Linked DNA regions of Mus musculus: all the other regions are linked to region 3. Evidence: chromatin contacts called from public HiChIP or PLAC-seq data. All regions are on one chromosome and are shown on one strand. Each heading gives the region's core, a stretch centred on a gene start, on an enhancer-like site or on the middle of the called end of the contact. The rest is flanking DNA. Distances are from core to core; before and after follow the strand shown.

What was found. HiChIP or PLAC-seq counts read pairs in DNA pulled down with a chosen protein or histone mark.
Region 1: an H3K4me3 HiChIP or PLAC-seq map of embryonic stem cells shows a contact between it and region 3, with 3 times the contacts expected there. The contact joins the promoter of Syndig1 here to the promoter of Zfp120 in region 3. A contact is called at or near these places in 1 of 484 Hi-C or Micro-C datasets (embryonic stem cells) and 1 of 115 datasets of contacts at active chromatin or transcription factors (embryonic stem cells).
Region 2: an H3K4me3 HiChIP or PLAC-seq map of embryonic stem cells shows a contact between it and region 3, with 5 times the contacts expected there. The contact joins the promoter of Zfp345 here to the promoter of Zfp120 in region 3. A contact is called at or near these places in 4 of 39 promoter capture datasets (the 3T3-L1 cell line, cranial neural crest and embryonic stem cells), 1 of 15 datasets of contacts at CTCF or cohesin (pro-B cells), 7 of 115 datasets of contacts at active chromatin or transcription factors (the 230-238 cell line, the NIH/3T3 cell line, embryonic stem cells and 2 more) and 2 of 9 other capture datasets (adipose tissue and pancreatic islet).
Region 4: an H3K4me3 HiChIP or PLAC-seq map of stem cell-derived neural progenitor cells shows a contact between it and region 3, with 5 times the contacts expected there. The contact joins the promoter of Zfp442 here to the promoter of Zfp120 in region 3. A contact is called at or near these places in 2 of 115 datasets of contacts at active chromatin or transcription factors (bone marrow-derived macrophages and stem cell-derived neural progenitor cells) and 1 of 9 other capture datasets (liver).

What each region holds. Positions count from the first base shown.
Region 1 is chr2:149,829,497-149,832,196 of GRCm38.p6, reverse strand. Syndig1 (synapse differentiation inducing 1) reads right to left here and starts at 1,414. Exons shown (of 4, transcript NM_001085521.2): 1 at 1,272-1,414.
Region 2 is chr2:150,483,808-150,486,507 of GRCm38.p6, reverse strand. It overlaps Zfp345 (zinc finger protein 345), which reads left to right and starts at 1,445. Exons shown (of 4, transcript NM_001034900.3): 1 at 1,445-1,528. The coding sequence starts at 1,526.
Region 3 is chr2:150,135,409-150,138,108 of GRCm38.p6, reverse strand. Zfp120 (zinc finger protein 120) reads left to right here and starts at 1,431. Exons shown (of 4, transcript NM_181266.2): 1 at 1,431-1,541. The coding sequence starts at 1,467.
Region 4 is chr2:150,450,214-150,452,913 of GRCm38.p6, reverse strand. It overlaps Zfp442 (zinc finger protein 442), which reads left to right and starts at 1,413. Exons shown (of 4, transcript NM_001310645.1): 1 at 1,413-1,512. The coding sequence starts at 1,510.

The DNA.
Region 1 (2,700 bases), core at 165-2,664, 310 kb after region 3:
AGATGCATGTCCCGCTGCCTGATTCTAAACAGAAAAACAGCCCCTAGGTATTTGTCAGACCCCTACGTCCCCCAAACAGCTAAACTGAGACCACTGTTTGCTGCACCAAAAACCCTGGTGAGACTATGAAAGACACAGGCAACCCAGTTCTTGCCCGCAGCGCAGAGGCGCCACCTCCACATCAAACACCGCAGGAGTGTGGTGCGCACCTTAAGTCTGAGGCACCGTGTGCCTGCGCTTCTGCTAGCAGAACACCCCACAGAAAATGAGGAATACCAGAAGACCCCTTCTTGTGGTCCTTTAGTAAAGCCAACCAACCCTTATCCTACTTGCCCAAAGCTCAACTGAAGGTTCCTCCACCACACCGCTAGGGTCCAACAAAACAGGCACATGCCCAAAGCCCTTCTTTCTTAAGAAAAGTGTCCAACTCCATGGATGCTCCACTCTCTCCAGTATTTACAGAGAGGACACGAATGAAGTGTAGAAATCACGCCCAGAGACAACAAAATTAGAATCTGAACCCTTTAATCGCATCTGCTTGCGCCCATCTCGGCGCCAGGACTGGCGGCTCCGAGGCTGCAGACTGTCGCGCTGCCAGGGACCGGACAGCTCATAAAAACCGGTCTCGTTTTGGATGGAGGTGAAGGGTTCTAGAAGTCCGGTCTTCCGCTCAGGTAACCGATTGTGCACCCACCCACCCCAATCCTGATGCTCTGGAACTCTACATTCTCTTTCCCCTCGGCCCTTTGCTTTCCTGTCCCATGTGGACCTCACTGACTGCCACCTCCGCGGATGCCTTTCTCGCCAGCCCCTCTTGGACTCAGCTAGGTAGCTCCAGGGACTGGTCGGTATCATCTAGGTGTTCCAGTACACCGGCCTGGCCCCCAGCAGCCTGGCTTTGCCGAACTCAAGACACAGACGCACTAGCTCTAACCGACGTCGCACAGCAGCCCCTTCACGCCGCCTGGGTACCCAAGGTGGCAAGGCGCCAAGTCGCACCCTGGGCCGGTATTACCAGTTCCTGTCCTCTCTGCATCTTCCCCGTCAGGCGCCATCTCCCCTCTCTCGGGGCGACACTGTGTCTCCCTAGTCCGGCCACTGCGACCCTTCAGGACTTACCGCGGCCGGCACACCATCACCGCCGCCTGGTCTGCGCGCTGCGAGGCGGAGCAGGACACCCGCCTGCGCCAGGGCATCCTCTCGCGCCCGCCACACCCGCCCACTCCGGTGGCCCGGGGTCCTCCCGCGCAGCTCTGGTGCTCGGGACTTACCTCCGGGACAAGGTGACCCGGCTGGTGCGCCCAGGCGGCCGCCCGCGCGTCTCGAGAGCCGGGAAGCGTGAGGGGCGCGGGGCGGTGCGGAGCCCGCCTCTGCTTCTGGGCTCGTGGCTCTCCGCCTCTGCCCTCCCCTGCGCGCAGCTTCCCCCGCCGCTCCCCTCCTTGGATCACTGCCAGCGCCCTGGGCTGCCCCGAGCACACAGTTCCCGAGAGCCGAACACAGGGCTGCGGCGCCACCCTTCCAGAACCCGGTCCTCTTGGCCCCTAGGAGCACAAAGGGCGCGGGCTGAACTAGGGGTGACCCGGGATGTGCCGTTCCACTCTTTGGTCTCGCGGAGCCTGGCGACTTGTGTGCAAGAGTATGCGGCCGCGGTCCCCGGGAGAAGGTGGCCGTGAGGAAGAGGAGGGGGAGAGAGAGCGGCAGCACACGAAGGTGGCCACTAACTTTGCTCCAGGCTAGCTGTGCCCTCGCCAGTGATAGCGGCTGGCGGGTGGCCGGGGGCTAGTGTCTGGAAACGTTGGGGCGACTGAGATGGGGGAAGGGGGACTGCCACTGGGAACTAGGAGGACAAGAATTAGCCGCCGACTGTGGAAACGGTGGCTTCCCTTGGTCCTAAAAGACCTCCCAGGCTCCAGGTCGACTTGAGGTTCAGAAGGTTTCTCTGGACACTGTAGGTTCAGAGAAAGACCCACGTCCTGACCAGCAGAAGGAATAAAGACAGAGACCAGCCTGAAATCGGTACTCTGGGACTCAAGCCTGTAGCTCGGACCAACACCATTGTAGGTGCACTGCGGGTGGCCCCATGGTAGTTGCTGTGGAAGGAAACTGGGCCGACGACGCCTTGGGGGTGGGGCAGAGTGGTGGCTTGGAGTAGGTCGAGGAGAGCCCTAGTAGAGCCGCCTACGAAGACAATCTACATTTCAAACGTTGGGGAAAATCATGCTCGAGTGGGCGTGTTTTCCTTACAGATTTTATAGAGAAGGAATTAGAAAATTCGCCAAAAAGAGGATCAAAAGTTGTCTTATCTGAATGACCCCCTTTCAAAACAAGGGAAAATTCACCTTGCTTCAGCTCTCCCAAACCCAAACTTTTTCTCCCTGGGGAGTCAACATTGCTAATTCCCTAGTGGTTCCTTGGATCTATAGCTATCTTGTATAGATTCCTGCCCCTTGCCTCAAAACCAAGATTTTGCCCCCAGAAACTGCCGCATCTAGCCAAGTAGAATTTGGAGTGTCAGAGTTGGAGGTAGCTCAAATCCTGCCTGGGAGCCCTGTGCAGCACTTGGCTTCTGGGGACCTTTAGCTGTACATAGAAAACAAAAAAATCAGATTTGGATGGCTTAGGAAGGAGGTTGAGCTGATTAGTGGACCCAGGTGTGTTCAGAGAAGCTCCTTGCTTGGGTTCATCTGAACGTCTTCTTTA
Region 2 (2,700 bases), core at 196-2,695, 350 kb before region 3:
TTGGTTGAAGAAAATCATTGCTTTGGAAATGGCTCCCATGCTCTCCTTACCTTCCACAGGAAAAAAGCTTTCTCAGCTGTTCTTCCTTAGGCTTTTTGCAAGATATTCTTGGTAGTCAAACTGACCACATTTGGGATTAACTAAAACCCAAAGAGTTGGGTACTATGGGATGTTTTCCTAAATTATATTTTTAGACTTGGGAACAATTATTCTTAATCTGGGTCTTTTGATGTAATAAGATCCACCTTTAATCAAGGCCACAGCTTGTGATGGTAGCCTACATATATATATAAAGGAGACTGAAGATGGTAGATCTTTCTTAGTCTGCTTGCTAGGAATTTTTCTGGCATCAGAACCTATCTCTTTGAAATTCAGGTATATACTGAAGACCAGCGGAGACATCTAGTCACTATTGGATTCTTCAACTGTCCATAGTAGTTAGCCATTGTTGGACTAGTGGAACATAATGAATCATTCTAATAAATCCATTTTCTACATAATAGAAAGTTTCGTTCTATCAGTTCTGTTCATCTGAAAATCCTTCACTAACAGAGCCGCGGGTTTGTTGTTGTTGTTTTGTTTGCTTTACAGACCCATTGAGGAAGATGTATGTGCTGGTTTACAAGAGGGCTCCACAGTGTTTGTCATGTGTTTCCTGCTTTGCTCTGAGAGTTGTCTCATTACCATCAGGTGAAATATATGTGCAGGTTGCCTGAATTCAGCCTGAAACCACAAAACAAAATTTTCTTTCCAAAAATCTTCTTTAGTTGTTAATATTCTGGATACCCATCCACTTGAGGGACAGATTGATAACTCCACTGTTGGTTGATTTTTTAAATTTCTTTAAAAAAAATGATTTATTTATTTTATGTATATGAGTATACCATTGCTCTCTTCAGACTCACCAGAAGAGGGCATCAGACACCACTGCAGATGGCTGTGAGCCACCATATCCTTGCTGGGAATTGGACTCAGCACCACTGGAAGGGATAAATCGGCTATGCAAGCTATCCAGCTTGATTGCAGGAGAAAGAAGGGGAAGTGATTACTGAGTACTGGGAGCTCAGAAAAAGTCCAATTTTGCAAAGTTGTGAACACAGGGTTGCTGCCCATAGTGGGGAGAAATGGGCAGTTGAGCAGCAGGTATCTGGAGTTGTAGATCCTCTGAGGTGCACTGTGGGAGGAGAGACCCGCAGGCTATTGGAGGACAGGCACTGTGCTACTGAAATGCAAATCAGCTGATCTGGAAAAGGACTGCTCCCAAGATGGAACCACTAGGTACACTAGGTAGTTTCTCTTCAGTACACTAGACCCCTAAGGGTGGTGCTCATGTCACTCAAGACGCACTAGCCAATCAGAACCTCCAGCCGGGCCTGCCACTCAGGAGAAGAGGACGCTCTTCCTGTTACCAAGCCTGTAAGTTCCTGTCTGAATCTGAGCCTGAAAGAAGGTTTCTCTGCGGTGTGTCCTGAGTGCCTCTGCTGGGTGCTGTGAGGGAGCTCTGAAAAGCTTAAAATTTCCGGACATGGTAAGTGCAGGATCATCTCCCACAAAGGGAGGAGCAAGCGGTTTAGTAAAGGGTGCACATGTGGTGGGTTTTCCCAGCAGCTGGACTGTAAGCAGCAGCCAGACAGATATGGCCATGTGTGAGGTCCTTTGTGGTTCTAGTCTCTCCTTGTACCTGGCGGTGGCCTCTGAAGAAGCTTATTATGGGAGCTGTATTTTTACAAAGCATTTGGGGCAGGGGCTTGTGTGCCCAAAAAATACTTAGCAGGATGCCAACCCTGAGAACCGCAGTTTCTCTATTTTCTCTAAGTTCTGCCTGTAGCATTTAATATGGAGGTGTAAGATCCATTTGGAGTTAATATTGTGGAGGCTGTAAAAGCCCTATCATATGTTGAGTAGCACTTCAATATTAAGCTGTGATGTAGAAGAGTAGAATTGATGATGCTAAAGACTTAATTGGGAAGTAGGAAGTGGCACCAAGTAGAAAGTAGCAGAGAGAGGACTGCCTGTAAAACACCCCCCCCCCCCAGGTACATAGCATGCTAACCCGGCCTGCTAGAGAACAGTATGGGTGTGTTTGTTTACCAGGATTGTCCAGACATTTGTCTCCAAACTATAAAAATAGAGACAGCTTTCCTTTACAATCAACAACAAGGCCCATCTTGATAGCAAAGAACAGGCACCTAACAAGGTGCTCAAGATGGCATTATAGGGTCACAACCAATACTCAGGCATGGTGTTGACTGGACTCAGGTCAATGAGAAGAGATATAGACCAGTGAATTGGTGTCCTCCAACATCGCTGGATTGGGGTGAGGGGATTACAAAAAGAGAGGGGCCTGTGTAAGCATTGAGTTCTCTGATCAATTTTGAAGCTGGTGTAATCACAGCAGAGAAAAGGAGGGGGAAGAAGGAAGGTGAGGGCCTTTCTACTTTGACAGTAGTTGACAATAGCAATGAGTAGTCAGGTAATCAATTTTAGACAATCAGTAAAAGTACAAACCGGTGATCTTGGTGGGTTCCTAGAGCAGGGCACTCAGAAAAGTGGGCGAGGAACTGAACTTATTTCTAGAAACCAAATTTCCATATTTACACTAGTTCAAAGAACACAAGATCTAGACAATCTGATGTGGTGTGCCTAACGGGAATGTTAATTTTCCTGTCTGAAAATAGAGCATGTGAGAGAAAAGACTTG
Region 3 (2,700 bases), core at 182-2,681:
CTTTTGATCTGCATATGATGAGCTAGCAGGAAGATACTGCACTACTTTTTAAAATGTTTTTTTCAGTATTGAGAGCTGAGCTATCTGGATATCTCTGGAAAGCAAACACAGCTCTTCAGGATTTTTTTCTAACATTCTAATGTCTGAGGTTAGAAACCCAAAGAATTACTTAGAGAGGCGACACAGCTCTGTTAAAATATTTTCTAGCAGTTATCCAGAGAAGACTATGTGAAGAGTGAACACAGCAGATTTTTTTTTCCTTTCTGATTTTGAAAACCCAAGAATTACTTTTAGAATTTTTCTAACAGTATTTTTTGAATTGGTTGGAAAAGCCACGAATTTTTTAGATCAGTTTTTTCTGACTTTGGTCAGAAAACTGAGGAGCTATCCAGAGAGCGTTTAGAATTTTTACTAGCAGAGAGCTGTCTCAAGCAGAAAGCTAGCTGTCTCAACCTCAGAGGTTTTAGAATAGAAGGTAAAATCTGTCTAGAGCAGAGCAGAACACACAGACACAGAGAAAGCAGTCTGGGAAGCCATCTCATCTGGAATGCTATCTCAGCAGAACATAAGCCAGCAGCTTGGACCCATGATTTGAGTTCTAGTTGCTTGTTTCCCTGTTGCTCTCGAACACCCCTTCTCTTAGGAATCCAGACCTAGGTGAGGTTGGTCCTCTGCATTAGTGTTCTCTGTTCTTTCTATACATTGATACATTTTTGTATCTATACATTTTGATACATTTATTGGTTAGATCACAGATAATGATTAACAGGCAGCATTGGCTCCTTAGCCATCTACTTTTACAGCGTCATTTACTGGATGGTTAGCTAAGATTTTGTAATAGAAGATGGACATTCTAGAGGCATTTCTGTCCATCACTTTTATAATTTACAAAATGTTTCTGCATGACTTTGAGCTATATGCCATTAAAAATCTCTGCTTTTACCTTGTGATCAAGTTCAGAAGAGGATTTAACATAGCATGCATAGGGGTAGGCAAACCTATATGTGAACTTATCAACATTCCCTAAGTAAAGTCTCAATGATTCCAAAAGGAAGAAGCGGAAGTGCCTACTGAGTGTTGTGACTGGAGCTTTGGAAAGCTCCAAATTTGCAATGTGGCCCACAGTGGAGAGAGGCGGGTAACTCAGCAACAGCAAATTGGAGTTGTGGGTCTTCCCCTGACCAGGGTGGGGGAAAAAGACCAGCAAGCAATTGGAAGACAGACACAGGTGGTACTGAAATGCAAATTTCTACAGACCCGGAAAAGGACTGGCCTCTGCTGGCAACCTGTGCCTGGAATTATTCCTCTGTGTCCCTTCAACACACTCTAATCCTATGGGTGGTGTGTATGTCACTCCAGATTCACTAGCCAATCAGGACATCCAGCCGGATCTGCCACTCAAAAGTGAAGGCGGGCTCTTCCGGGTGCGATCTTGCAAGTTCCTCTTTTAAAGCTGGCAGTCGCGAATGTTTCTGCTTGATGTGTTCTGTGTACCGCTCCTGGGTGCGGGGACCTCAGGCAAGCCCAGAAGTTCCGACATGGTAAGTGCCAGGCGGTCTCCCACAAAGGGGAGGAGCAGGCGGCTGAGCCAAGGGGGCTGGAGTGCTGGGTCGTCCCAGGGCTCAGTAGTAAACAGCAGCCTGACAGAAGCTGAGACTTGTGAGCTTCCCTGTGGTCCTTTTCTCTCTCTCTGGACCTGGCGGTGGGCACTGAATCATCTCACTAGCGTGGCTGCATCTACACAAAACATTTGGGGAAAGGGCTTCTGTGTAGAAATACCCTTGGCAGGATGCCAAACTCGGAGAGCCCTAGTTTCTATAGTAAGTTTTGGCCTTAGCATTTAGGCATTTTACAGGTAGGTATAAGACCCATTTCGAGTTAATTTTGTGGAGCCTGTAAAAGGCATCTCGTGTGTCGGATAGCACTCAAATATTAAGCGGTGATGTAGAAGAGTAAAATTGATGTAAAGGATCTAGACTAATGCTTGTAGTGACGGCAAGTCGAATGTAGGTGAGAAAGGACTGCCCCTAAAACTCCACACAGGTATGTGCTATGCTAAAAAGGCCGAATGGAGAATAGGATGCTAGAATACATGTGGTAGTGTACCAGGATTGTCCAGACATTTGTCCACAAACCATAACATAGGAGACAACTCTGCTTTACAATCATGAATTAGGCCCATCCTGACTTCAAAGAGCAGGTCTCTAACAAGTGGCTCCAAGGGGTAAAATAGGGCCACAACCAATTTTAAGGCCTGGTGTGCCATAAAGGTCTGGTTTTCTTCTTGAGAAAAGCATCGTTTTGCCACATGGGCAAGACTACAGCTGGTGACAACCTTTTGAAAAGGAAAAACACTGTTTTGGTGAGGACTGGCCTGGTCAAGCAAGGCATAGAACAGCTCCTTCTAGGTCTCCAGAGCCAATGCCAGCCTGGGGCTCAGGCTTGGGAGCTTCCCCTAAGGCCCTGAAGTGCTGAGAATAAAATAGAGCTCCTTCTCTAAAGCAAGGACGGTGCTTGGGAGAGCGGGTGGAGGTCTGGGGCCAGGGCCTTCGGGGATGGCTTGCTTCAGACCCTGAGATCCCACCACATGCGGCTATGGTTGTCAGTCCCGAGTCCAGTGTGGGCTTGGTCAGGAACGTTTTTGAGAGGTTCTCTCTTCCTGTTTCTCCAGCTTTCTTTTATTAGCTCCTTCCTGTGGTT
Region 4 (2,700 bases), core at 164-2,663, 310 kb before region 3:
TTTGAGCTAAGAATGCCATTCAATATCTCTGCTTTTACCTTGAGACCAAGTTCATAAGAGGATTTAGCTTAGCAAGCTTTGGAGTAGGCAAACCTCTATGTGAATGCATCCACCTTTTTTTAAGTAAAGTCTCAATGCTTCCTTTTTTATAAGAAAATCATTGCTTTGGAAATGGCTCCCATGCTCTCCTTGCCTGCCACAAGAAAAAAAAATCCTATCTGTCCTTGTCTAGATAGTTGTACTGGCTATTTTGGTAGTCGAGTTAAATATATCTGGAATTAGCTAAAGACCAAATAGTTGGCTATTGTGGGCCTTTTTCCCCCCCTGAATTATAGCTTTTGAATTGGAAAAACCCTTATATAATCTGAATCATTTGAGTTGACAGATCCATCTTTAATCTAGGCCACACCTTATGGTGGTGGCTTATATACATAAAGGACACTGAAGATGATAGATGCCTCTTTCTCTTTGTCTACTTGCCCTACCTTTGTCTAGCAAATTAATTTTTAAAAAACCAGGCATTAGAGCTTATTTCTTTAAAATTCTGATATATACTGAAGACCAGCTGAGGCATGTGACCACATGGACTGAACCACTACTGGATTCTTCAACTTTCCACTGTTGGGCTAGTAGAACGAAACAACTCTTGAGCCATTCTAATAAATCCATTTCCAACATGATAGACTGATTCTATCAGTTCTCTTTATCTAGAGAAACTTTACTAATATAGCTGTGGGGTTTGTTGTTTGTTTGTTTGTTTTACCAAAGCCCTGAGGATGATGAGCTGGTTAACAAGAATGATCCACAGTGTTTGTCATGTGCTTCCTGCTTGGCTCTGAGGGTTGACTGGTAACTGTTAGGCGAAAAGTACTCACACTTTACCTGAACCCTGAAAAAGACACAAAACAAAACACTTGTTTCCTAATATCTTTCTTTCATAGTTAATACTCTGGGCACCCTTCCACTTGTGGGACAGGATAACTCCACTGTAAGTTGAGAAATGGGCTATGCAAGTTATGGACCTAGATTACAGGAGGAAGAAGGGAAAGTACTGGTGCTGTGATTGGGACTTAGGACAGCTCCAACTTTGCAACAAGGTAGCACAGGGTCACTGCCCACAAAGAGGAGAAGCAGGTAGCTCAGCATCCAGACGCTGGAGTTGTGGGTCGTCCCCGGACTTAGATGGGAAAACAAACACAAGTTGTACTGAAATGAAAAGCTCTGCAGATCTGCAAAAGGACTGGCCTCTGACTAGAAGCCTGTGCCTGGAATTATTCCACGCTGTCCCTTCCGCGCACTCTAACCCTAAAGGTGGTGCTTATGTCACTCAAGACTCACTAGCCAATCAGCACATATACGCGGTCCTGTAATCGGAGGAGAAGGCGGGCTTTTCCGGGAGCTTTCCTGGGAGCTTTCCTGCAAGGTCCTCCTCTCTGAAGCTGAGCAATCTGGAGTGTATCTTCTTGGCGTGTTCTGTGTGCAGGCTCAGACAAGCTCAGAAGTCCCGACATGGTAAGTGCAGGGCCATGTCCCACAAAAGGCGGATGAGCAGAGGGAACTGGAGTCGTGGGCCGTCCCTGGGGCTCCGTGATAAATAACAGCCAGACAGAAGCAGCAACTTGTGAGGTTCCCTGTGGTCCTGTTCTCTCCCTGGAGCCGGAGGTGGCCTCTGAGTAACCTCACTAGGGTGGCTGCATCTGCACAAAGCATTTGGGGAAAGGGCTTCTGTGTAGAAACATCCTTGGCAAGAAGCCAGACGCGGAGAGCTTTAGTTTCTCTGATATCTTCAGGAAGTTCTGGCCTTAGCATTTAGCCCTTTAATATGTAGGTTTGCAAGTGTAAGATCCCTTTGGCTTTGATTTTGTGGAAGCTGTAAAAGGCACCTCGTGTGTTGGGTAGCACTCCAATATTGAGCTGTGATTTAGAAGCGTAAAATTGATGATGTAAAGGATTTACCAAAACTTACAGTGACACCAAGAAGAATGTAGCTGAGGGAGGAACTGCCTCTAAAACACCCCACGGATAATAGGATGCTAGTATATGTGTTTGTTTACCAGAATTGTCCAGACATCTGTCTACAAAACATAACAAAGGAGACAAATCTGGTTTACAATCATGAATTAGGCCCATCCCGATATCAAAAAACAGGCCTCTAACAAGTGGCTCTAAGGGGCAAAATAGGGTCACGACCAACATTAAGGCCTGGTGTGCCATAAAGGTCCGGTTTTCTTCTTGAGCAAAGCATAGTTTTGCCACGTGGACAAGACTACACTTGGTGATAACTGAAAAGGAAAACCACTGCTGTGCTGAGGACTGGCCTGGTCCAGGGAGGCTTTCTATGAGGCCTTCATGAATGGAGAATGGCCCAGCCCCTTCTCAGTCTCCAGAGCCAATGACAGCCTGGGGCTTAGGCTTAGGGGCTTCCCCTAAGGCCCTGAAGTGCTGAGAATAAAATAGAGCTCCTTCTCTAAAGCAAGGATGGTGCTTGGGAGAGCGGGTGGTGGTCTGGGGCCAGGGCCTTCAGGGCCTCCAGGGCCTTCGGGGATGGCTTGCTTCAGACCCTGAGATCCCAACTCTTCCTACCACATGCGGCTATGGTTATCAGTCCCGAGTCCAGTGTGGGCTTGGTCAGGAATGTTTTTGAGAGGTTCAGTGTTCCTTTTGTACAACGTTCTTCTATTAGATCCTTCCTGTCTTTTT